5 separate regions of the Mus musculus genome follow, and all the other regions are linked to region 1. Evidence: chromatin contacts called from public HiChIP or PLAC-seq and promoter capture Hi-C data. All regions are on one chromosome and are shown on one strand. The core of a region is the stretch at or near the end of the contact, and the rest is flanking DNA. Distances in the headings are between cores, read along the strand shown.

Region 1 (4,306 bases), core at 980-3,479:
CTTGTTAGCATGCATGATGCCCTGGGTTCAACCCCAGGCACGGCATAAAGCAAGGCTGGTGGCACATGCCTGTAATCTCAGCTACGGCAAAAGTAGGAAGATCAGGAGCTCAGGTCATACCTGGCTACATAGCCTGTCTGTAGCCAGTCTGGGCTACATAAGAAATGATTCCAAGTCTCACAGAGAAACGTCTTTCTTCATCTTTACCTTCAGCTCATCTGCCAGTCAAAAAAACCTTCAACTCATGATACAAAGATCCCAACTACCGCCCTCAAAAGCCTTACGAAGATACACATAGGGAATATGCTGGCACAGCTGGTGCTCTAGAAAGGAAAGAGGTACAGGTTTACTTCAGACAAGAAGACTCTATCTGGAGTAAGTACCATCTTCCTCCATTCCTCCTTCCTCTTACTATTCATCTCTGAAGAGTTAGATCATAGCCCCTCTCCAAGAGATATGTTTGCAGCTCATGCACATTTTGTCATGGGGCACAGTTTCTGTCAAGTTTTAACTGAGTAAACCTCTCATATGTAGTTATAACAGCTCTTGTTACATACTAGGTTTTGAAGGTCCTCATACTTCTACTTTTTACCTTTTAAAACCCCACGCGGGCTGGAGAGCTGGCTCAGCCCGTTAAAGGCTAGGCTCACAACCAAAAATATAAAACCCCACAGGGTGCTTAAATGTTACCGATGTCAATGTCTGGCTGTACTACCGCAGTAAGAAAGAGTACAGCTGGCATCAGAAATGAAGCAGTTCTGATCTGTGGGGGTTTCCCCTTATTCCATACTCCCCTAAGCAAAATCAGAAGTAAAGGCAGGAGAATGGGTTTCTATCCAGTAGCAGAGGAAGTGACTGGGGGTGTCGTTTGCTATTTCTGAACTACATTCTGTCTCCCTGGCAGTGGAGCACTGAGTAACCAGGCTTAGATTCCCCGATGTTAGTCAACCAGTCTGCCCTTCAATTTCCCCGTATGCAAAACAAGAGTACCAGTGGTGTCTAGAGGATATGAGTGGTGTCTAGGTCGCCCGGTTGTGGTCAACATCGAGTGACATAATGCAGTCGCAGAAAGTGCTTGCCACAGTGCTTCTAGTGACAAGCTTAGCTACATACATAATGAAGGTGCTAACTTAGGAATCCTTAAAATCCGTACCCGTTGCTCATATACGATGGTCTTTCAAAAATAGGGATAGAATGGGAGGGGGGAAAAAGCCCCCCGGCTTGCCCTGCACAAATGACAGCCACAAGCAGGCTTCTTTACAGTTAGCAAGAGGAAGAGGTACTGCAACCTGGCCTCCGTTCCAGTTACTGGGTGTCACTCTCCACACCGACTGCCCCCGACCCCTTAGGCTGGCAAGCACTGTTTGGGCGCCTGCTGGCTGTCAAAATAAGCCTCCTGGCCTCGAAGGCTCACGTGGGACCGAAAGCAGTCAGGCAACGCTTACTTGTTCCTGCGGATCCAGTCGATGAGGGCGCGCACCTCCGGCACCTCATCCAGGGAAGGTGGCTCGCCGGTGCTGAACTGGTCAGGGAAGCTGCGGTTGAGGTCGCGGCCTCGGCTGTTGTCACGGCCGCTGGTCCCAGGCGGGCCGCTGTCGCCGAGGCCGCAGTCACCCTCGCGGGCACGTTCGAAGCCATCCGGGTTCAGGCTGGGCAGCAAATACACGTCGGTGGTGTTGAGCAGGCGGACCAGGCGCGGGTCCCCGCGGCGGTAGCCCGACGCCAGCTCGCGGGCCAGGTAGACCAACACCTGGCGTGACACCGTCTCGTCGCCGTGCATGTTACCCACCAGCTTCACCTGCGGCCGGCCGGGCAGCAGCGGCCCCGCGGCGTCCAGCCCCGCGGCGGCGGTGGGCGGCGGCCCCAGGCCCGCTGTGAGGCGCAGCACCCACAGCGGCCGGCCCTCCACCGAGCTGCCGATGCTGAAGAGACGCGCCAGGCCGGGTGGCCCCGCGGCCGCCGCCGCTTCCAGCGCCTCGCCCAGCGCCGCTTCGTGGTAGTAGTGGTCAAACTGGCCCTCGGCCGCCTCGGAGCCGCCAACGGTTGTCGTGGTCGCCTCAGCCTTCTTGATGTGCGCCGCCTGGGCCGAGCTCCTCAGTAGCAGCAGCAGCAGCAGCAGCGGTGGCGGCGGCAGCAGACGCAGGCGTCCCAGCCGCCAGGGCGGCCGCTCATCCCGGCCGCTCGCCATCTTCCAGCAACGCCGCTAATACCGCTCCGCTCCAGCGGCTCCACACTCCGGGAGGCGGCAGCCCGCCGGATCCCCTCCGCGCCTAGCAACCCCATCCCGCCTTCCAGCCTTAGCCAATCGTAGCCTTGAATGCTTGGGTGTCACTCTAGGGGGCGGGGCTTTCCTTAAAGCGGACGATTTTCCCTCTGGGCGTGTCTCCACTCCAGTCCTTAGGGACTTTAGTCGCTTTCCTTTCCTCCACTAAGGTTCTACCCTCTGTCTTCCCGCCTCCCTATTTCCTCTTCTACTTCTCTCGTTTTGTTTTGTTTTGTTTTGTTTTGTTTTGTTTTTTGCTCAGTCTCTTCTTTATGGCTTCTCCTCTGAAATTCTCTGAGAGCTTTTACTAGCCCCCTTCTTCGTTGCAGCATTTCTTAGCTACGCTTTAATGCTTTAGAGTCAGTAATCAAAAGAATCGAAAGGTTCCAAAGATTAAAGGACTCTTGAGAAAATCAGGAAGTTAGAAAGAATCTTAATCTCCTTGGAGAATCAAAGACCTCCTTAGTCCCATCTCCTTTGCACCTTCCTCCCCGCCCCCCCCCCATCCCCCTTGATCGGTTCTGCCTGGGCTTGAGCCCATCTGCCTACATGCAGTTGAAGAGAATGAGACACCTCATAAAGCAATCAATTCTATTTTTGATTTGTCGCGTGACTAGGTATCTCCTTTATTAAGTGGAAACTTCCATAGTAGGCGCCCTCTGTCTTAATGTGGTCTTAATTGGCCATTCAAAAGTGTTGGATTGTAACTATCTTCTTTGTGTGCTGGTCTCTGCTCTCACTGAGGAGATATCGTTTTTTAGTGACCTTACCCTCCTCTCACACTTCTTTTGAGTAGGAGCATCTAGATCACCTCTATACAGCCATAGCTATAGTTTTGGAATGCTGTCTTTAAGAGATAGATTTGCCATGTCTAGAAATACCTGCTTGGCAAGTGTACTTCCCCCAAGGTATTTGGGTAAGTCCAGAAAAACCTAACCTTCCAAGTAAAGTTTAATCACGTTAGCTTGAAGAAATTTGAAGTTTGGCAATCCTTTTATCAAGCGTGAAATTCTAACCCATCTAATGACATAATTGTGATAACCATTATCATTCCCTTCTTTCGGTGCTGGATGGTTCGAGTTTCTGAACTCTAATTGAATCTTCATAGAGCCCGTGGAATTCACTGATTACTGAGTATTTATTGAGTAATTGGTGTCTGTCAAAGCTAGAAGCTGGGAAGCAAGGCATTGCTTGCATAGTTAGAGATCCAATGCAGGGATGAACAATGCAATACATCTGTGGGGACATTCCTGAGGAAAACCTCATTCAGTCTGAGGAGAAGGCAACCAAGAAGCTAGGGAAGAAGCCAAGATGGGAGTGAAGAATTCTGGATAGAAGGAGGAGCATGCACGGGAGGTTGGAAAGTTTACGAGCAGAGCCTAGGTGTTCTAGAATTGTTTGTAGGTTCAGGTTACTGGTGAAGGGGATCACAGAGGTATCAATAAAGAGCCAAGGATGGGTTTGAAGCTAATTTAGAAAAATCTCCCCCTGGCAGTAACTTGAAGAACAGAATAGGCAATCTTAAACATGAGGCCAAGAGACCCACAAGAAGCACATAATCCAAGAAGGTACTGAGTCCTTGAACAAGGATGGAGCTGGTGGAAATGGAAAGAAATGGCTGGAAATGACTTTAGGGGTGAAATGGGACAGTTCCTGCGGACCCAGAGAGAGGATGGCAGGCTGGCTCCAAATTGAACATTGCCATGGTAACAAGCAGTGCTGTGTGAAACTATTCCTGCAGAGACATGAACAAATGTCTGCTCACCACAGATATGGAACCAATGACAGACCAAAGCAAGGATACTACTAAAATTCAACTTGGTGAATCAATGAATTTTATTGATGTTACTTACAGGAATATGAGTCAGGGGTTGCTTACAGGAGCAGAAATCACTCAAAGACAATAGCTGCATCGCCAAAAGCCCACTCCACATGGGCGATGGCTCATAAACTGGAAAACTGGAGGGCACTACATAACTTGCAGGCAGTACAACAGGTTGATAGTGCATCTAGCAGTCAATTCAGTTGGCTTCAGCATCCTCT
Region 2 (4,306 bases), core at 493-2,992, 1.3 Mb after region 1:
ACTTATGTTGCCCGGCAAAAAAACAAGATTGTTCTTTCAGAGGTCTAATGCGAGTGGAATGCGAAGATCGATACAGTCCCCACTGTCCGGGACGAGTTGGCACTACCTCAGAAAGATAAAGGGATTCTCATGATTGGCACGTAAAGTATAAACCACCAAAACCGAGCCGGTCTGTGTGGGGAGAGGAGCGGCGTTATTTGGTGTTTGCCGAGGGAGGGACCGGGAAAACCCCAGTTGGACAAACTGATTCACCTGAAGAGTACATGACGTGGTCTCTTGGTTGTAACAACTACTGAGCACAGTGCTCTCGGTTTCTCAGAATCCGCACAAAACGCTGCCGTAGGGGGACTCGGAGCTTTACTCAAAACTTATAGCGTCGCGGTAGGGGGAAACCCAGAGAAGGTTCTATGCTTCTGTCCAGAAATAGTGGGCTGGTTGGTATCGCTGCTAGGGTTTCGACCAGGATGAATGAAATCCTGACTTCTTCATGACGCCTGCAGCTCTAAGGGAGTTATAAAATGTCAGTATTCAGGAGGTGGTCCTTAGCTAACAACGTTCCTATTTCTCAGTGGGCGAGAGAAGGGTTGTTTATTTTTTGTCCCTGCCCCGCCCCAAACTAGCCTACGTGGAGGGAACCTGTGGTCACTGGCTCAGGCCGGAGTTGGCTGGGGAAGCAAAGAGGGAGTGCTGGGGTAAAACGCTCACACAAAACATTACATCGTGCTATCACTTAGTAACCGAATGGGCCTTGAGTGACCCTGGGGACCTCTGGGAGTTAATGTGTAACCCTGGAACCATCAGGGAAGGCAGCAAATACCCAAAAGGCATAGGTGCCTGGGAGTCTGAGCTTGGGCTTTTGCCCCTCAACATCTTGAAACACCGTTCTCCTAGTCCCCACTTTTTGCCCTCGTTGTCCACTTCCACCTCCCAAAGGCACACTCCCTTCATTCAGCACCGCCTCTGGGTTGCTCCTTTTCTCCTGGTCTGCCGATCCCGCTCCGCAGAGCAACTGCCTTACTCTCTGGAGTGGAGGCGGGCTTGGATCCCGCATCACAGTGAGGACAGACTGACACCTAGTGGCCAGAAGCCGCATCTACTCCAGGCCGCTGCCCTGGAGAGAGGGTCACCCCAGCTGTCTGGGCAAATCGGCAGCCTTCCCCGCCCCAGCCTCCAAGGAGCCAGAAGAGGGTTGGGACTGTCTGAGGGAGGACTGTGACAACCGCTGTGTTCCAGGAGCCCAAGAACGATGGGGAGAAGTGTGGTGATGGTGGGTGACTCAACAGTTCCTAAGCACCACTCGTGCGGGGCGCGGGAGAAGCAGGTAAACACGTCGATCCCGGTCCAAGAGAGGAATCGAGTCTGGGCGGAGCCGTGGTCTGAGGCGGCGCTCCTGAGCCCCCGGGTTTAGCGTTCAGCAGCCCGGTCTGTGCGACGGTCCCGCCCAGCTCTGCCCTGAAAGAGTTGAGAGAGGAGCGTTCTCGCAGAACCTGCCCAGGGTGTAGGAGCTGGTGGCGGCAGAGAAAGTCGGGAAGTGGGCTAGTGGGGCCGTACGCACGAGGGCGGCCGAGGACGCCTTCGGATGTCGGGAGGCGCCAGACAGGGTGCCTCGGCAACGATGGCGAGGACAGCCCCTTCGCGCTCGAAGTCGGCCGATTCCGGGCGGGGCCCTGGGGGACACCGGCCTCGCGCCCTCCTCGCGGCAGAGGCGCCCGAGGGGCGGGGGCAGGCGGCGGGGCGGGGCGGGGGCGAGGGCGGCAGGGGCGGGCAGAGGCCTCACTGGGAACGCGGGGAGGAGCGAAGGGGCCTTGAGGGCTCCGCGAAACTGTGGGGCTGGCGGCCCGCGGCAGAAACGATCGTGGCGCGCTGGCCAGAGAAGGAACGGTGTTCCCAGAACTGTCGGAGGAGACGGCTTAAGGGGCGGACAGACAGACGGCAGGAAGGGTCAGCATGCCCCTACTGTTCCACCCCGCCTGGCCGCTGCTCCTGGGCGCCACGCTGACCTTCCGGGCACTCCGGCGCGTGCTCTGTCGCCTGCCCCAGCCTGCACACGTGCAAACCGACCCCCTGCGCACCTGGCGTTGGCACAACCTACTCGTCTCTTTCACCCACTCCATTGTATCAGGGATCTGGGCACTGCTGTGGTGAGTGAACAACCCGGGGTAAATGAGATGGCCGTGGGATCTTTCGCGGGGTGCTCGGACTGGGCTCCCTCTTGCTATTCCCATCACGGGTGAACAGACGCCAAGGATCTCACCTGATTCCGTTTGGAAAACTACCCAACCAAGAACGGCTGTGGGAAACCCAAGGTACCTGGGCTTTGGCCAAGTCCCTCCTTACTCTTCAACCAGCCAATAGTAGGCGCACAGAGCACCCTGGGACTGGCAAGACTGTTGGGGGAGGCGAGGGTCCTCCGGGAGGCTACAACCGCGAGAACATCCCTTTTCTCTATTCCAGCTTATGGCAAACCCCTGAAATGCTGGTGGAGATTGAAACAGCGTGGTCAGCTTCTGGCTATTTGCTTGTTTGCTTCTCTGCAGGTAGGTTATGCCCAAGAAGGTTAAGATTAGATTGGAAGATAATTTCAAAGTGTTCAGTCTTTTCCTCTTTCCCTACCTCTCCACTAGGATACTTTATCCACGACACAGTGGACATTGTGGTTAGCAAGCAAACTCGAGCTTCTTGGGAATACCTTGTTCATCATGTCATGGTAAGGGAGAACCCGGTGAAATGACACAGGCAAAATCTTCACAACCCCTGGAGCCAGGGAGGGAGGCCATCTTAACCCAGCAGCGTCTGACTTCTAAGTTGCCTAAGACTCTCTCAATGTTTAAACACCTTCTGGGGACAGCAGAGTGCCTAGGCCTATCTACTATCTAGGTAAACAGACCAGGATGTCATACAGAGTTAGACCCTCGTGGACAAAGTCTAACGCTAGTGAATAAAGAAACCTTAGCAGTAAAGTTGGTGTTCCTCAGCTTCCGACTGATATGACCTGTTTTCATGGGCCCTTGTTCTGTCACTTGTCCCCTAGGCTATGGGCGCCTTCTTCTCTGGTATCTTTTGGAAAAGATTTGTTGGTGGTGGCGTCTTAACACTACTGGTAGAGGTCAGCAACATCTTCCTCACCTTAAGGATGATGATGAAGATAAACAATGCTCAGGATCTCCTCCTCTACAAGGTCAACAAGTATATCAACTTGGTCATGTACTTCCTCTTCCGATTGGCCCCTCAGGCCTACCTCACCAAGTTCTTCCTACAGTATGCTGGCCAGAGGACCCTGGGCACATTCTTGTTGGCCATCCTGCTCATGCTGGACTTGATGATAATCATCTACTTTTCTCGCCTCCTCCGCTCTGATTTCTGCCCTGAACGTGCACCCAGGCGCCAACAAAAAGACAAATTCTTGACTGAGTGAGAAAGTAGAACCCAGGACTTGTAAAAGGGATGGCAAGCACAGCCAATTGCTCTGTAACATAAACTAGTACTCTGCCCCAAGCTTGGGTGTATTCTGGGGCCAGCCTTTCCACCTTAAGCTTACACCCACACTATTGAAAACACTAATGAAAGCTCTCTGAAGTCCTGTTCTTGGGCAAGGGTTGAGGGAAGCAGACCAACCGGTTGGGCATGGCTAAATGGGTGAGGACAAGACACTGTCCAAAAGCCTGCCAACCCATACTGCCCTGAAATGGATGCTGACAATTCTAAAATAACCCCTCTGCTCTTCCAAACCCTGGTATTGGTTTCACACCAGCCTGTAGCAGGGAAGGAATTCTTGTAAAGCTTGTCCTTTGAGCCTGTGATGGAGCAGTGTCCCAGGAGAACCAACACCTGTCTATAATAAATGACCCTGGTACTGAGCTAGCATGGGGACTGCATCATCATGTGTCCCCATTGGGTTAAGCAAATCAAGTCTTAATTGCTCAGAGCTGAGAAAGCCCTGGGTTTGATCCCAGCACCCACCCCGCAGCATGGCCTTGTCCCCAGCCCAACTAGAAAGCGACAAATGACAAGCAGCATTATTTATGGTGAAAAAAGTATATATTTAGAATTAGCCATCTGGACTCAGTTTAGATGATCCCAATCTGAAAAACAAAACAAAACGGAGCTGAGTTACTGGAGCTGAATTCCTTAAGGTTAAGTGTGCTGGGAGGACAGGACAGGGAGGGCGGGGCTTGTTAGAGAGTGCAGTCAGATTTGCTGTTGATGCAGCATCTAAACAGAGAAATGATTATGCTTACCTTGTTGGCAACATCTAGGGCATCATAATCAGGAGCCAAGCGAACATACGCCTTCTTCTCTCCGTCGG
Region 3 (4,306 bases), core at 936-3,435, 1.2 Mb after region 1:
ACTTAGTGAATCAAAAAGAAAAGGAAGGAAGGAAGGAAGGAAGAGAGAGAGAGGGAGAGAGAGAGAGAGAGAGAGAGAGAGAGCAAGCAAGCAAGTGGGCTTTCCTGGGCTGGAGAGTTCAGGGTGGAGGGCAGGGTATGCCAGCCAGGAGGGCTCAGTAACAGGTAGGGGGGACTGAGTGATTAAAGGGAGAATCTGGAGGCCAGCATCTGCTTTGATATGTTAAATAGGCACTTCAGCTAATTGTCCTAGGATTGAAACCTAACACATATAAAACAAATATTAAAAAAAACATGCAGAAAATATTGGAGGAATGCTTATAGTTATGTGGAAGATATTTTCAGATTTTATTTTATGTGTATGAGTGTTTTGCCTGTGTGTATGTATGTGCTCCATATGTGTGCCTGGTGCTTTGCTTGAGGAGGTCAGAAGTGGACATCTGGAAGTGGAGTTTTGGATGTTTGTGAACCACTGTGTAGGTGCTAGGAATAGTAACAAGGGCTCTAAAACACTGAGCCAGTTCTGCAGCCTCTGGAAGACATTTTAAAGACAAAAGAAAAAATAAAAGAGAAAAATGAAAAAGAAAAAGAAAGAAACTGAGACACATTTTGTCCAGCCACTGGTAAGTTGACCATACTCCTGTAATCAGCAAGTCCCCAAGGCTTATGTGAGCAACCCTAATTAAATTTGAGTCCCTCTATCCCAGACCAGTTAGGAGGCAACTCACTCATTAAATTTGCACCTGTGTATACTGTATTAGATACCAATTAGTTCATAGCAATTTGTAGCAACCAACTTACATTTTTAAAAGACAGAAGCCTCTGACAGGAATGTAGCTCAGGCCTGTAATGTTGTTATTCAGGAGGCTGAGGCAGGAGGATCACAAATTCAAGGCCACCATGGACTACATATGGGATTCAAGACCAGTCTGGGATACTAGTGAGATTCTGTCTTATATAGCCAAAGTTGTCATCATCACCTCAGTATTAATACATTTGTAAGCATTTCATGAAAACCCTTCGGGTTCCTGGGTACTTCTCTGAAAAAAAAAAAAAAAAAAAAAGACAGAAAGAAGTAACACCAATTTCTTTTTTTTTTTTTTAAGATTGATTTATTTATTTTATGAGTACACTATAGCTGTCCTCAGACACACCAGAAGAGAGTGTTGGATCCCATTACAGATGGTTGTGAGCTACCACGTGGTTGCTGGGATTTGAACTCAGGACCTCTGGAAGAGCAGTCAGTGCTCTTAACCACTGAGCCATCTCTCCAGAGCCCAAATTCTTTTAAAAATGTAGCTCTGGATATCCTAGAACTTCATCTGTAGATCAGGAGAGCCTCAAACTCACAGAAATCCTCCTGCCTCTGCAAAGATTCATGGAGTGCTCCATTCCGTCCGGGTGTTAGTTTATTAAACACTTAAGAGTTCCATTAAATATAGTTGTATGGGCTGGTGAGATGGCTCAGTGGGTAAGAGCACCCGACTGTTCTTCCGAAGGTCCAGAGTTCAAATCCCAGCAACCACATGGTGGCTCACAACCATCTGTAACAAGATCTGACGCCCTCTTCTGGAGTGTCTGAAGACAGCTACAGTGTACTTACATATAATAAATAAATAAATCTTTAAAAAAAAATATAGTTGTATAGGGGCTGGAGAAATGTTCAGCGACTATGAGCACTCGCTGCTGATGCAGAGGACTGAAGTTTGGCTACTAGGATCGATGTCCGTCCAGTCGCTCATAATCGTAAGTATTAATATTTCAAGTACTGTTGGGTACGTGCTACTACTACACAGGGATAAAGGTCTTCTTTATCGGTTTGCAAAAAGATCTGACTCCGTAGTCAGAGATGTACAGTAGGGAACGAGTCTGCAATTTCTTCCACGCCTAAAAGATTTGGTCTTTAAGTGCAGGCAGGATCCAGAATTCTGGTGGGATAAATCTCAATTCAAGACTTTAGTAATTTAGGCAAGATATTCTAGAGGCCTAAAAGGAAGGCTCAGTAGCCACATTCCCTAAGACCTAAAATATCCAAGGCCAGCGAGCGGCCATGCCCACTTGAGACCCAGAGAAGCAGGACATCAGGCAATGATAAAGACGTCCCCGGAGCGAGGTGCGCAGGCGCTGACTGCCGGAGAGGGCCCCGGGCAATCCGGGCTGCGCAGGCGCAGAAGCAGCTCCCGGCCAGTCCGGACGGCGGCTGTGATTGAGAGGCTGGGGCGTGGAGCAGCAGTGGCGGCGACCGGCGACAACGGAGCAGCCATGAGGGCCGGGCCCAGTCACCGACAGTGAGTGGTGGTTTAAGGGTAGTGGACTCTAAGGAATGCAGATATGGCGTGGTGGAAGGACACCCTGACTAGCGGGGTGGCTTCTACTTGTCGGGGACGGAGGTCGTGGGGGAGGGATAGTTTGAGGTGATGATGGTGGAGCATTTGGAGCATGGATGATTAGGTCATGAGTCCCAGAGCTGGACAGCTTGGCGGAGGGAAGGGGTTGCGTTTCGTGGAGTGAGGGCGCACACGGCAGGACCAGTGCCTCGCGCTGTCTGGTTTGTCATCATCCCTTCCCCCAGGAGCTTTGGGTCGCCTCTCCCTTTCCGCTTCTTTCAGAGAATGGTTGCTGGGGGGGAAGGGTGGTGGAAAATAAAAGCCGTGCTGGAGCTGAAGAAGTCCACTCTGAACCAGTCAGAGAAGGACTGGTCACTGGAGTTATGATGTGCCCTGGGTAAAGCTTGGGAGTCGGAAGCTCTGTTTAAATTCAGGAGGAATCTAGGTTAAAGAGCTAAGGACATGGAGTCAGGTTTGGAACCAAGTCCAGCACAGATAAACCTGATCGATAACCTTGGATAGGACCCACTTAACCTTTCTGGTTCTCTGGAAGATCCAGCATTAAATGCTGGGCTTTTGTAAGCTTCATATATTGGTTGAGAGAGCTTATGAAACCTATAGATTGGAAATACTATACGGATGCTAGTATGTACCAGCAATACGATCAGATTTTAGACTCTATGGTTATTAATGGAGTAACTGATTTCTCCATCAAAACAAAGCATATTTGTAAAACCTCAGTAGACAAAAATATGTGCACCCTGCATAAGTACAGCAGATCATCTGTAGAAATAGCACTTTCTTCCGTGGTGTGACAAATTCTCTGTCAAATTGAATAGGAAAAGTACCCTACTCCTGTGCCTTTTTACATGGTATGCAGCTTCTGACCCAAGAGGAAGCAAATACAGCCTGAAGCACTGAGCTATGTTCTCAGCCTTCCTTTTGCTTTTTATTTTGAGACTAAGTTTCACTAACTTGCTTATGCTGGTCTTGAATTCAAGCACTAGTTGAGTTTGAATTAACAGTCTTGCCTCTGTTTCCCCAGTAGCTGGGGTTATAGGCGTACCTGGCTGAGATTCGGGAGGGCTCCTCTGTTAATGCTTGTGTGCCAAGCAGTTTATTAACTGAGCCATTTATCTCCCCAGCCTCTACTTGATGCTGGAACCTGAGCCTGGGTTTTGAGTGTGCTAGGCAAGTGCCCTATCACCAGCCCATTTTGTTTTGTTTTGTTTTAATTGAGACGGTGCCACTACATTACCTAGGCTGCCCTTGAATTTTCAGTACCCCTGCCACAGCCTCCTAAAAGTAACTGGGATTACAGTTTTCCATCATCAAGCCCAGAATAGGCTTCTATTATTATTATTATCATTATCATTATTATTATTTAGTCCATTTTCTACACTCCAGATTTTATCCCCCTCCTGATCCATCCTCTGATGGTTCCCCATCCCATACCTCCTCCCTACCCTGTCGGCAGCTGCTGCTACCTCCTCCTCCTCCTCCTCCTCCTCCTCCTCCTCCTCCTCCTCTTCTTCTTCTTCTTCTTCTTCTTCTTCTTCTTCTTCTTCTTCTTCTTCTGTTGCTGCTGCTGCTGCTGCTGCTGCTGCTGCTTCTTCCTCTTTCTCTTCTTCTCCTCCTCCTTCTTTTTTAAGACAAGGTTTCTCTGTGTAGCCCTGGCTGTCCTGAACCCTGATTTCTCTTATTATATTTTTAAAAATTTGTTTATTTGGAGCCTAGAGAGATGGCTCAGTGGTTTAGAGCACTTGCTGCTCTTAAAGAGGGCCTAGGTTCCATTTTTAGCACTTACATGATGGTTCACCATCATCGTTAACTCCAGCTCTAGCCGATCTGCCTTCTTTATTTTGTAGGAAAAAGAACAAGTTTATTTAATGCCCTGCAAAGAAAGCAAAGGGGATTGATAATAATAGAAGATTGCCTGCCAGCCTCTGATACTTTTTAATTTTAAAAGCTTCCTTTGCA
Region 4 (4,306 bases), core at 965-3,464, 1.1 Mb after region 1:
ATCCCACTGCCCGCTCCTGTTTTCAGCTGCAATGGATGTGTTGACCAAAGCACAAAGCCTCACTCATGGGGCGTGTGCCAGTGGCTTACTTCTCTGTCCAGTAATACCTCCAGGCTGACATAGCAGCACAGCTGTGCTATGGTAGTAGGAAGGAAGCCAGTAAAAGAGGGCATATGAGGTTCCAGCTTCTGAGGTTATGTAGCAGGAAGGAGGCATAAAGCCTGGCTTCTTCCCTTCAAGGAGCCTAGCTCAGCTCTCTCCTCTGAGAGTCACACCGCAGTTCTTTCCTATAGCTGCTAGTCTATTGTTGGCCATAGCAACGGAAGAGCAGCCAGTTTGCATGCATTCTTCACTTCCCCATAACGTTATTCTTTCTAGGCACTAATACAGGGCCGAGAGAGAGAGAGAGAGAGAGAGAGAGAGAGAGAGAGAGAGAGGCAGAGAGACAAAGAGAGAGAGAGCACTAAAACTTCACAAAGCACTAAAACTTCACACAGATATTTATATCCCCTTTGACTTACAGTCCTGACTGTCCTAAAAGAAGGAGCAATAGTTTCTCAGAGACAGTAAACACGGTGTAGGGGACAAAGTCTGACCTGTGAATCAAGAAATGTTTCCTTTTTAGGTTTGCTATAAACTCAATATGCGTCTAAGCAAACCACTCTCCACTCTGTACCTGGAAATGAAGAATTTAAATCAAATAGTCTCTAAGTCCCTCCCAGGTTTACGGGTCTGAGAATAATGTGTGTAGTAACATAAAAATGAGTTTAGGAGATTCCAGGCGTAGTAGCACACGTCGATCCCAGAAATGGGACCGGAGGCAGAAGCAGTCGGATTTCTGTGAGTTCATGACCTATCTAGTCTACATAACAAGTTCTAGGGCTGCGGAGTAAGACTGTCTTAACAGAACGAACAAACGAAAGAAAGAAACGGCAGGACATAGCTGCATGTCACCAGTGTTAATTAATGCCTAGTGGGGTTCATTCATTCGCAATTAGGCAGAGTATCTGTCCATATTGGAAAGTGATAACAAGGGCATAACAGCGCACACCCAAAGAGAGGTATGTCTCTCTGCTCAGAATGCGAGGTGAGGGGCTCAAACTACAAACCCCAGTGTGCAATACGGCAGCTCTCAAAAGTATCCTTTCCCGGCAGGCTTTTCTTCGTGTACATCCTATGGTCCAGTGCAGCGCCTGAAGGCTGAACTACAACTCCCACAATCCATCAGATCCATCGCGAGTCTAACTACCAGAGTGCAAAGCGGTCCCGTTCACCCTTTGAACTCTGCGCGTTGCAAGATGGGGATTGAAGTCAGCTGTAGGCAGGTAGCTGGGCGTTGTCAGGATTACGGACTGTTTGGGCTTTTGACTTCCTCTTTCGGAGTAGTTCACAGGGACAGTGGTTAAGAGAGGGTAAGAACAGCTTGAAATATCTTGGGTTCCATCGGGACCCAAGGCAGCAATGCTCGTGCTAAAATTAGGTGCTGAGAGTGGAAATGAAGTGGAAAGAGCAGTCATCCGATCTGCCACCAAAAGCGTCTTTTTTTTTTTTTTTTTTTGTCGCAATGCTTTTTTTTTCCCTCTTTACCAATATGGCGGCCTAGTCCAGACACACCTGACACTGGAGACAAACAGTCCACTACACCATCCATATGGGTACTGCTGCAGCCGAAAGCTACCAGCTCCATACAGCATCCCACGCTCCTCCTTGGTCGTGACTGAGGACTCCAAGGGCATGGTAGCCCCAAATCTCATTACCAAAATGGCGAAAGGAGAAGCTTTTTTTTTTTTTTTTTTTTTTTGTGCAGGCCTCCAGGTACAACGCGCCTGCGCGTGAGGCGGCTGTGTGAGGGGACGGGAGGGTGGCGACCCAACACGCCTGCGCGGGACCAGAGCCCGTGGTCCGCACACAAACACCAATGGGTGATGCGTCTTCCAGTTCCTGCGGCTGCGCCGTGACCCCTACGCGCTTTCCCAGGCGCCTAAGCGAGGCCTCAGGTTCCGCCCTCCAATCGCAGTACGCCGGCGCACGGCGGAGAGGCGGGGCTTCTGGGCTCCGGGCGAATGCCAGCGCGGCTGCGCGCCGGGGGGTACCCCATCACCGCGGCTGCGCGGGAGCCAGGCCGCCGGCTGTCACTGCGGTTGCGCGCGGCGAGCGGCGATCCCGGGGCGCCTGCGCGGGTGGCTTTGCGGGCGCTCGCGGTAAGTTTGCGCCAAGTGCGCGGCAGCCGGGACGCAGACGGCAGCGGCGGCGAGAGGCGGAGCCCGGGGACCACCCCCCATCATCCTCCCCAGAGTCACCTCACGAACCACAACCTCACCTAACCTCTCACCCCCCCCTCCGGTCCCCCAAGCCCGGGATGGCAGCGCCCGCTAGCCTTCCCGGCCGGACCAGCGGTCGCCAGCGCCAGCTTTAGCCTGTGGGCCTAGGCCCCCGCCGAGGCCTGACCCCCGGAGCCGGGATCCACTGTGCAGCCAGCCGCTGGGCCGGGGCTGAGGGGTTGCTCCCCTCTCGCGGCCCGTGGGGAGGACGCTGCCGTCCCAGGGACTGGGGGCCGGGGGGTGGGGGGGAGCCAGGGCGAGGAAGTCGGAACCTGTGTTGGGAAGAGAGAAGGGGACCGGGGGTCAGAGGTGCCCCCTTCCCCTCCTCCCCCCTCCCCCCGGGGCTGGGGGGGCCGGAGCAGAGAGCGCCCAGCCCGAGAGGTGGATGAATGTGGGAGAAAATGGAGACCAAGACGATCGTGTACGACTTGGACACGTCGGGGGGGCTGATGGAGGTAAGAGTGGCCCTCATCCTTTTCCCCCCAGTGCCAGGAGGGTACCTCCGCCCCACAAAGCCGGCCCTAAGCTCGAAGCGCCAGAGGGCCGGGAAAAGGGGGGGTTGTTCTTCCTCACCCAGTCTCTTCCTCCCCTCTTTGCAATTTGGGGGACTGAGCTTAGCTTCCGAGGACGTCTGCAGCAGTTTCACCTACCAGCCGCCCTCGATTCGCTCCCTGAGGCTTCAGCCCACTCCATTTCATTGCACCGGCAGGCCTCCCCACCCCCTTCTTGTCGGCCCCTTTGTGCTTCCCCCTGCACGTCCGGGTACCAAGCTTCGGGCCTCTCCCGAGCCGGGCTTTGGAGTCCCCCACTGTCCATACAAGGAAGTGGCAAGAAGAGAACCGCGCACCCTCTCCCCATCCCCCTACCCTGGTCCTCCCCATTTGGAAGGAGCTTTTCTTGTTGTGCTGCAGGAACGCAGTTAGGGTGGGCTCCCCTTGATTCCGGGGACCGAGAGGTTCTGGAAGCAGCCTGGATGGGAGGAAGAAGGACAAAAGGGGGAAGAGGGGTGGGTGACGGAGAAGCGGCGCCGGTGGGACTACGGGCTACCCGGGAGCTCCGAATGTGCACACATGCCGTCTGTATGTGTGTGCAGCAAATCCAAGCTCTGCTGGCTCCCCCCAAGACGGACGAGGCAGAAAAGCGGAGTCGGAAGCCCGAGAAGGAGTCCCGGAGAAGCGGCAGGGCCACCAACCACGACAGCTGCGATAGCTGCAAGGAAGGTGGGGATCTCTTGTGCTGCGATCACTGCCCTGCCGCCTTCCACCTCCAGTGCTGGTAAGGGCTGGGGACCCCTTTGGAGCCCCTTGGCAGACCCTACTCAGCACATTCCTTCACCAGGCCTGTAGAAATAACGGGAGCTTGCAGCCGCTAGCCGACTCTCTAGTCGCTGGGGCGAGCGCCTCTGCGCCCTTGGTATTTGCCGGGATCCGGCCAATTTGCGGGAAGGAGCAGCGGCGTGTCTTGACCCCGGGATGGGGGTTGGGAGGAGTGAGGTGAGCCCCATCTGAGATTGGTTGTAGGTTGGGAGCCGGGACTGAGCGGCCGAGTGCGGCCGGCGGCGGCGGCGGCGGCGGCGGCGGGGGAGGAAGGGGAGGAGCTCCAGGTCCAGTGCCGCTTGGCGGCCGCGCGCGCCCGCCGCCCTTAGGGCTCCTGCCTGGCTGGGCTCTCCTTGGGCTTAATGCGCGGAGCCTCGGCCACCCAGTTAACCCTGGTCCTGACTCAGGAGAGCGGGTGCTTACGATGGTGCAGGAAATCATGAATGGTGTCTCTCAAGACCACTTCTCTGCCTCTGTGTTTACAATATGGCGACCTGCCTTTAAATTATATTTTTATTCTCAGCGCCATTTTGGCTGCATATATGATTTGCAAACGTCTTCGGGAGAACGGTGGAGGTAGCCCATGAGCCCTTTCTGCAGAAGCTTCTTGAGGACCAGGGCTAGGCTCTGCAGGCTTGATCCCTTTCTCTGCATCTTGCCCCCTGTTGC
Region 5 (4,306 bases), core at 531-3,030, 1.0 Mb after region 1:
GGTCTTCCTCCCTCGCCCACCTGTGTAACTGGGTTCCGGCTTCACGCTCCAGCTGGGCCCATGTCTGATAACATTCCTTCATCATCATCGTGTAGAAGTCCTCTGGATAAGCCTTTCTGATTATGCGGCTCTGTCCATGTGAGCTTCCTCGGGAATGGGGAAGAAAGAACTTGACAAGAAAGACAAGAAAGACAATGGAAGTCACTGCCCTTTGGCTCAGCCTTCCCTTTGTTCTTTAGGAGCCATCTTAGGCTTCAAATGGTTCCTTTCTAATCCTGGGGCCTAGACCTCTGGCCTTGCACAAAGGAGGCAAGTAGGTGCCCTGCAGATGAGCTATCTATTGCCCTAGACCTCTTTTTATTTCTTATTTGAGTCACTGTCATGTTATGTAGCCCAGGCAGGCCTTAAGCTTGCAATCCCCCTACATTGGTCTCCTGAGCAACTGGGATTTTCAGGTGCTCATCGCCAGGCCTAGATATTTTCAAATATTTCCATACTTCCAGGTCTCCTTGAGGCCCACTGATTGGCCAGGCATTCTGGTTAGCAATAGTACCTCAGCACTGACTAAATTTTTCCTTTTGTAAATAGCCCTGGCAGCCACCCATCCATTTGTTAATAACCTTCTATTATCCCACTGAATTCACACCCTGCTTAGATGCCTAGAAAAGCAGAGTCAGAAAACCTTCCAGATTATGCAAATCGAGCCCCATGGTTTTCCGGATCAGGAAAAGGATGTCATCTCACTGAGCCTTCAGGTACCCAGGATAAGGGAGCAATCTTAGGATTAGGGGGGTGCGGGGTGAAGCAAAATGGAGGTTTTCCTGCAGGTTGTAACAGAAATCCCTTGGGCTTTGGGAAAACAGAGGAACTGAAGACAATTCCCAGGATGTGGTAACCTGCTCAGAGAGCTGCAAGGCAGAATGGAAAGGAAGAAGCCACAGGGGTAGAAAACTCAACTTGACAGATTGCATAGGCCCCACCCCTGAGGGGCCCTGCAGGGTCCCAGTGCCACCCTCATTTGAAGCAGTCATGTGATCACTTTTCCTTTAAGGAAAGACGACCTGTGTCTTAGTTCCCGGGCATCAAGTGAGGAGGTCGCTGTTACCCAAAGGTGGAAGAATTCAACAGCAGCTCCTGCTAGGTTCTGGAAGGAGCAGCTGAGAAAACGCAGCTTTCTCCAAAGCTGGTACATCAGCCTTTGCCTCTAGGCAAAACTGTCTTTATTTAAGGTTACCCAGAGCAGAATTGATTCTTTTTCTGGTTGTATCAACCATGTGGGCAAAGACAAGACAGGGTTGCAAGAATGAAAAGAAGTGGGACACTTCTTGATCCGGGGCAAGAACTAAGAGACTTAAAAGAGTATACCAAGAAACCTCACGTGGACTTAAGGGTGGGAATTTTCTTTGCATTGTCAAGATCCACGTGAAGTGGCTACGAAGCTACGAAGTGCACAGAATTCCTGATGTCTGACCGTTTGGCTTCACTTATAGCCCAAAAATTCTGGAAAGCCCTCCCTAGGAGAGGAAAGAAGAGGGGACAGTCTTATATAGCAGAAGGGCAGAAGGCACAGTGTACCTGCTCCAGCAGGAGGACGCTCTTGGAGTGTTTGGCCAGGTGGTACGCGGTAAAGCAGCCCTGGATGCCTGCTCCAATCACAATAGCATCCCAGAAATCTGTCTGAGCAGCCATGATGCCACAAAGCCCACTGAAGAGAAGGCAAACAAAGGCACCTCCAGGCTACAGGGGGAGGAGGGAGGCAAAGTCCAGCTAAACTAGAGTTCCCACAATCCCTTGGGGCTCATGTCCTTGTCTTTCTTTCCCTCCCCAAAAAGCCTGGCACAGGGCTCAGCCTCCGCCTCCCCCTGCAGAGCAGAGCTGGGTGGACTGATTTGTGAGGTTTCGCCCAGCTCAGCTGCTAGCCTCACCCTTGCATCCCTCCAGTTTGCTATTCTTGGCTCAATTATTGTCATGCAAATGGCGCCTTCCCATGCCACCTTCCTGTCTCATTATGATCTTTGTCTCAGGACTTTGCCCGGAATTTCAATGCCTCCCAGACCAAGCTGGGCCCCGGGAATGCTGCCTCCCCCTGCTGGCTTCCCTCTCTGCAGCTTGATTTCCTCCAGAGAGCTACCCGGCCAGCCAAGAACTTGGCAGGATGCCCAGGGTATGGCCCTCCTCCCTGGTGGGTGGCGAGGTCAGGGGGTAGATGCAGGGGCCAACTGGGAGGGCAGTTTTGTGATTATGAAATCATTCTCAGTGTGTTTTACTTTCATGTTGAAAAAAGGACAATAAATGATCCTGAAGAGGAAAAAAAAAAATCCAGGAAAGGACAGTGCGAGGAAGAACCTTGTCCTCAGGCACACGGGGAACCAGGCACCAGCCAGCACACACAGGGGCCATGTGCAGAGAAGCCTTCTGTGCCAGGCAGCAGGCTCAATGGGGATTGTTACAGGCACTGGGGACAGAGCCAGGGTTGGCAGGTCCTGATTCTTATACACTTTGGGGGTCCATTTTAAGATAAAAGGGGAAAGGGGCCTGGAGGCTTAGCTCAGCGGTAGACTTTTGTGTTTGGCATGTTCGGGGTCCTGGGTTTAGCACCCAGCACTAAAAATAAAAGAGAAAAAAAAAAAAAAAAGAAAAAATTAGTCATGCAAAACTAGATGGCAGGACTTCGAAGAGACCGCTCAATTAGAGAGCCCCATGGTTGAAGTTTTATTAGCTTCCTGGTAAATCTGCCTCGGAATACATTATCTCATTAAATTCTCAGGATTTTTTTTTTTTTTTGTATGTGTGTGTGTGTATTTTTATCCTCATTTTTTTTGAGCAGATTAGAGATAGCCTCAAGTTCTCTGTCGGTTTTCCCATTACATGCTTGCCCAATAGAATACAGTGACTGCTACCCTCTTTCTGACCCAAGCCTTTGGACATCTTCTTGTGTTGAAGCACTCGTTCTTAGACCCTGAACCAACATGTTAGAAGTCCAGCCACTCTGTGAGAGAGAGAGATGAGAAAAGTCACACATAGGAAGAGAAGCCATTTTGGACCTTGTGTCCAGACAAACTAACCACCCATGACCTGACCCAGTCCATGGCACGTGACCCAACAGCCAAGCTGTGTCAGCATTCCCCAGTTTTATGAAGTAAAATAAAATGCTTGTTTTTAGACACTAACTTTTGAGGTTGGTTGTTTATAATCATAAACACACCACTAAACAGACAAAGATGGCAGGATCTGCCCAAGGACCCATTCTAGGTGTGCCAAGAGGCTAAGATGTGAACCCAGGTCTATCTGCTCCAAAACTTACTTCTTGTTAGTATTTTCTTTCGTTTTTTTTGGATACAGGGTCTCATGTATCGCTTAACTGGCCTCCAACCTGCTTTGCCTCCACAGGTGACCTTGAACTTCTGATTTTTCTGCCCCTACCTCCTGGGAAAATAGACCCGTACCATCATGTTGGTTTAATATGGTGCTGAGGACCAAACCCAGGGCTTTACCAATGAATGTTAGGCTGAAACTCTGTTACCTGAGTCACAAGCCCAGCCCGGGGACACTTCCCTCTCACTACAATGCTATAGTGACAATGAGAGAACTTATAGTCGTGATTCTGATTTTAACATTTTGCTGTGTATCTGGTGGCCATACAGTGGAAGAGAGAAAACAATGATGGGGGGGGGGGGCACAGTGGCTGACTGAATCCCCAGCAACACGTCCACAGACAATCCCCAGACTAGCCTTAGCAACTAGTTGTCTTCTGCCTGGTCTTTCCTTTCCTAGTAAAATAGGAACGCAAAGAAGGACTGCCATTTGACTGGATTTTTTTTCCTTCCTTCTGAGGGAGGAAAAAAAAAATAGAGTCTAAAGGTCACTGCATTCTGTCCCCTCCCTCCTCCCCAACCCCACAGAGGACAGGATAACATCTGCCTCATCGCTGGACAGATCCCTTACAGTAAAATAATAGCAGATATAACCAAGAAAAATATGGTACCCTGAGTGTGTAAGGGCTTGATAGAAATATATAAGATCGGCCCCTGGATTTCTTGTGATAAGATGTCAGCGGAGATGAACAGCTTGCACGCAAGGAAAAGCAGGCAATAAATCCTTGCATGGAAGTGTGCCCAGTCTCACCAGCAGGCGAAGAGAAGGGAATTAAATAACTCGAAGGTACTATTATGTGTCTATTAAATAAACAAAAATAAAAATGATACAACCTTATTATGTTGTCCGAGTTGCAATTCATACAGGGTCCCGTGGAGCGTTCTGGGGCCATGGACAGTAGGATAAAATAGTTCAAATATTCTGACCTAGA

The links. Promoter capture Hi-C pulls out the DNA fragments that hold promoters and counts their contacts. HiChIP or PLAC-seq counts read pairs in DNA pulled down with a chosen protein or histone mark. Capture Hi-C pulls out chosen DNA fragments and counts their contacts.
Region 2: a contact with region 1 is called in a promoter capture Hi-C map of adipose tissue, with 2.7 times the contacts expected there. The contact joins the promoter of Tlcd1 here to the promoter of Cpd in region 1. A contact is called at or near these places in 1 of 39 promoter capture datasets (pre-B cells), 1 of 115 datasets of contacts at active chromatin or transcription factors (pancreatic cancer cells) and 1 of 9 other capture datasets (adipose tissue).
Region 3: a contact with region 1 is called in a promoter capture Hi-C map of pre-B cells, with 2.6 times the contacts expected there. The contact joins the promoter of Fam222b here to the promoter of Cpd in region 1. A contact is called at or near these places in 2 of 39 promoter capture datasets (the C10 cell line and pre-B cells).
Region 4: an H3K27ac HiChIP or PLAC-seq map of T-cell acute lymphoblastic leukemia shows a contact between it and region 1, with 4 times the contacts expected there. The contact joins the promoter of Phf12 here to the promoter of Cpd in region 1. A contact is called at or near these places in 3 of 39 promoter capture datasets (the C10 cell line, neutrophils and pre-B cells) and 1 of 115 datasets of contacts at active chromatin or transcription factors (T-cell acute lymphoblastic leukemia).
Region 5: a contact with region 1 is called in a promoter capture Hi-C map of neural stem cells. The contact joins the promoter of Pipox here to the promoter of Cpd in region 1.

Annotation. Positions count from the first base shown.
Region 1 is chr11:76,844,779-76,849,084 of GRCm38.p6, forward strand. It overlaps Cpd (carboxypeptidase D), which reads right to left and starts at 2,230. Exons shown (of 21, transcript NM_007754.2): 1 at 1,446-2,230. The coding sequence starts at 2,188.
Region 2 is chr11:78,176,916-78,181,221 of GRCm38.p6, forward strand. It overlaps Tlcd1 (TLC domain containing 1), which reads left to right and starts at 1,743. Exons shown (of 4, transcript NM_026708.2): 1 at 1,743-2,141; 2 at 2,455-2,537; 3 at 2,625-2,707; 4 at 3,032-3,905. The coding sequence starts at 1,948. The coding sequence ends at 3,415. Mir7653 (microRNA 7653) reads left to right here and starts at 1,912; the gene lies at 1,912-1,972. Rpl23a (ribosomal protein L23A) reads right to left here. Exons shown (of 5, transcript NM_207523.2): 4 at 4,239-4,306; 5 at 4,020-4,082. The coding sequence ends at 4,068.
Region 3 is chr11:78,092,505-78,096,810 of GRCm38.p6, forward strand. It overlaps Fam222b (family with sequence similarity 222, member B), which reads left to right and starts at 2,186. Exons shown (of 3, transcript NM_145430.3): 1 at 2,186-2,287.
Region 4 is chr11:77,980,602-77,984,907 of GRCm38.p6, forward strand. It overlaps Phf12 (PHD finger protein 12), which reads left to right and starts at 2,215. Exons shown (of 15, transcript NM_174852.3): 1 at 2,215-2,776; 2 at 3,415-3,596. The coding sequence starts at 2,711.
Region 5 is chr11:77,892,092-77,896,397 of GRCm38.p6, forward strand. It overlaps Pipox (pipecolic acid oxidase), which reads right to left and starts at 1,781. Exons shown (of 8, transcript NM_008952.2): 1 at 1,576-1,781; 2 at 21-169. The coding sequence starts at 1,689.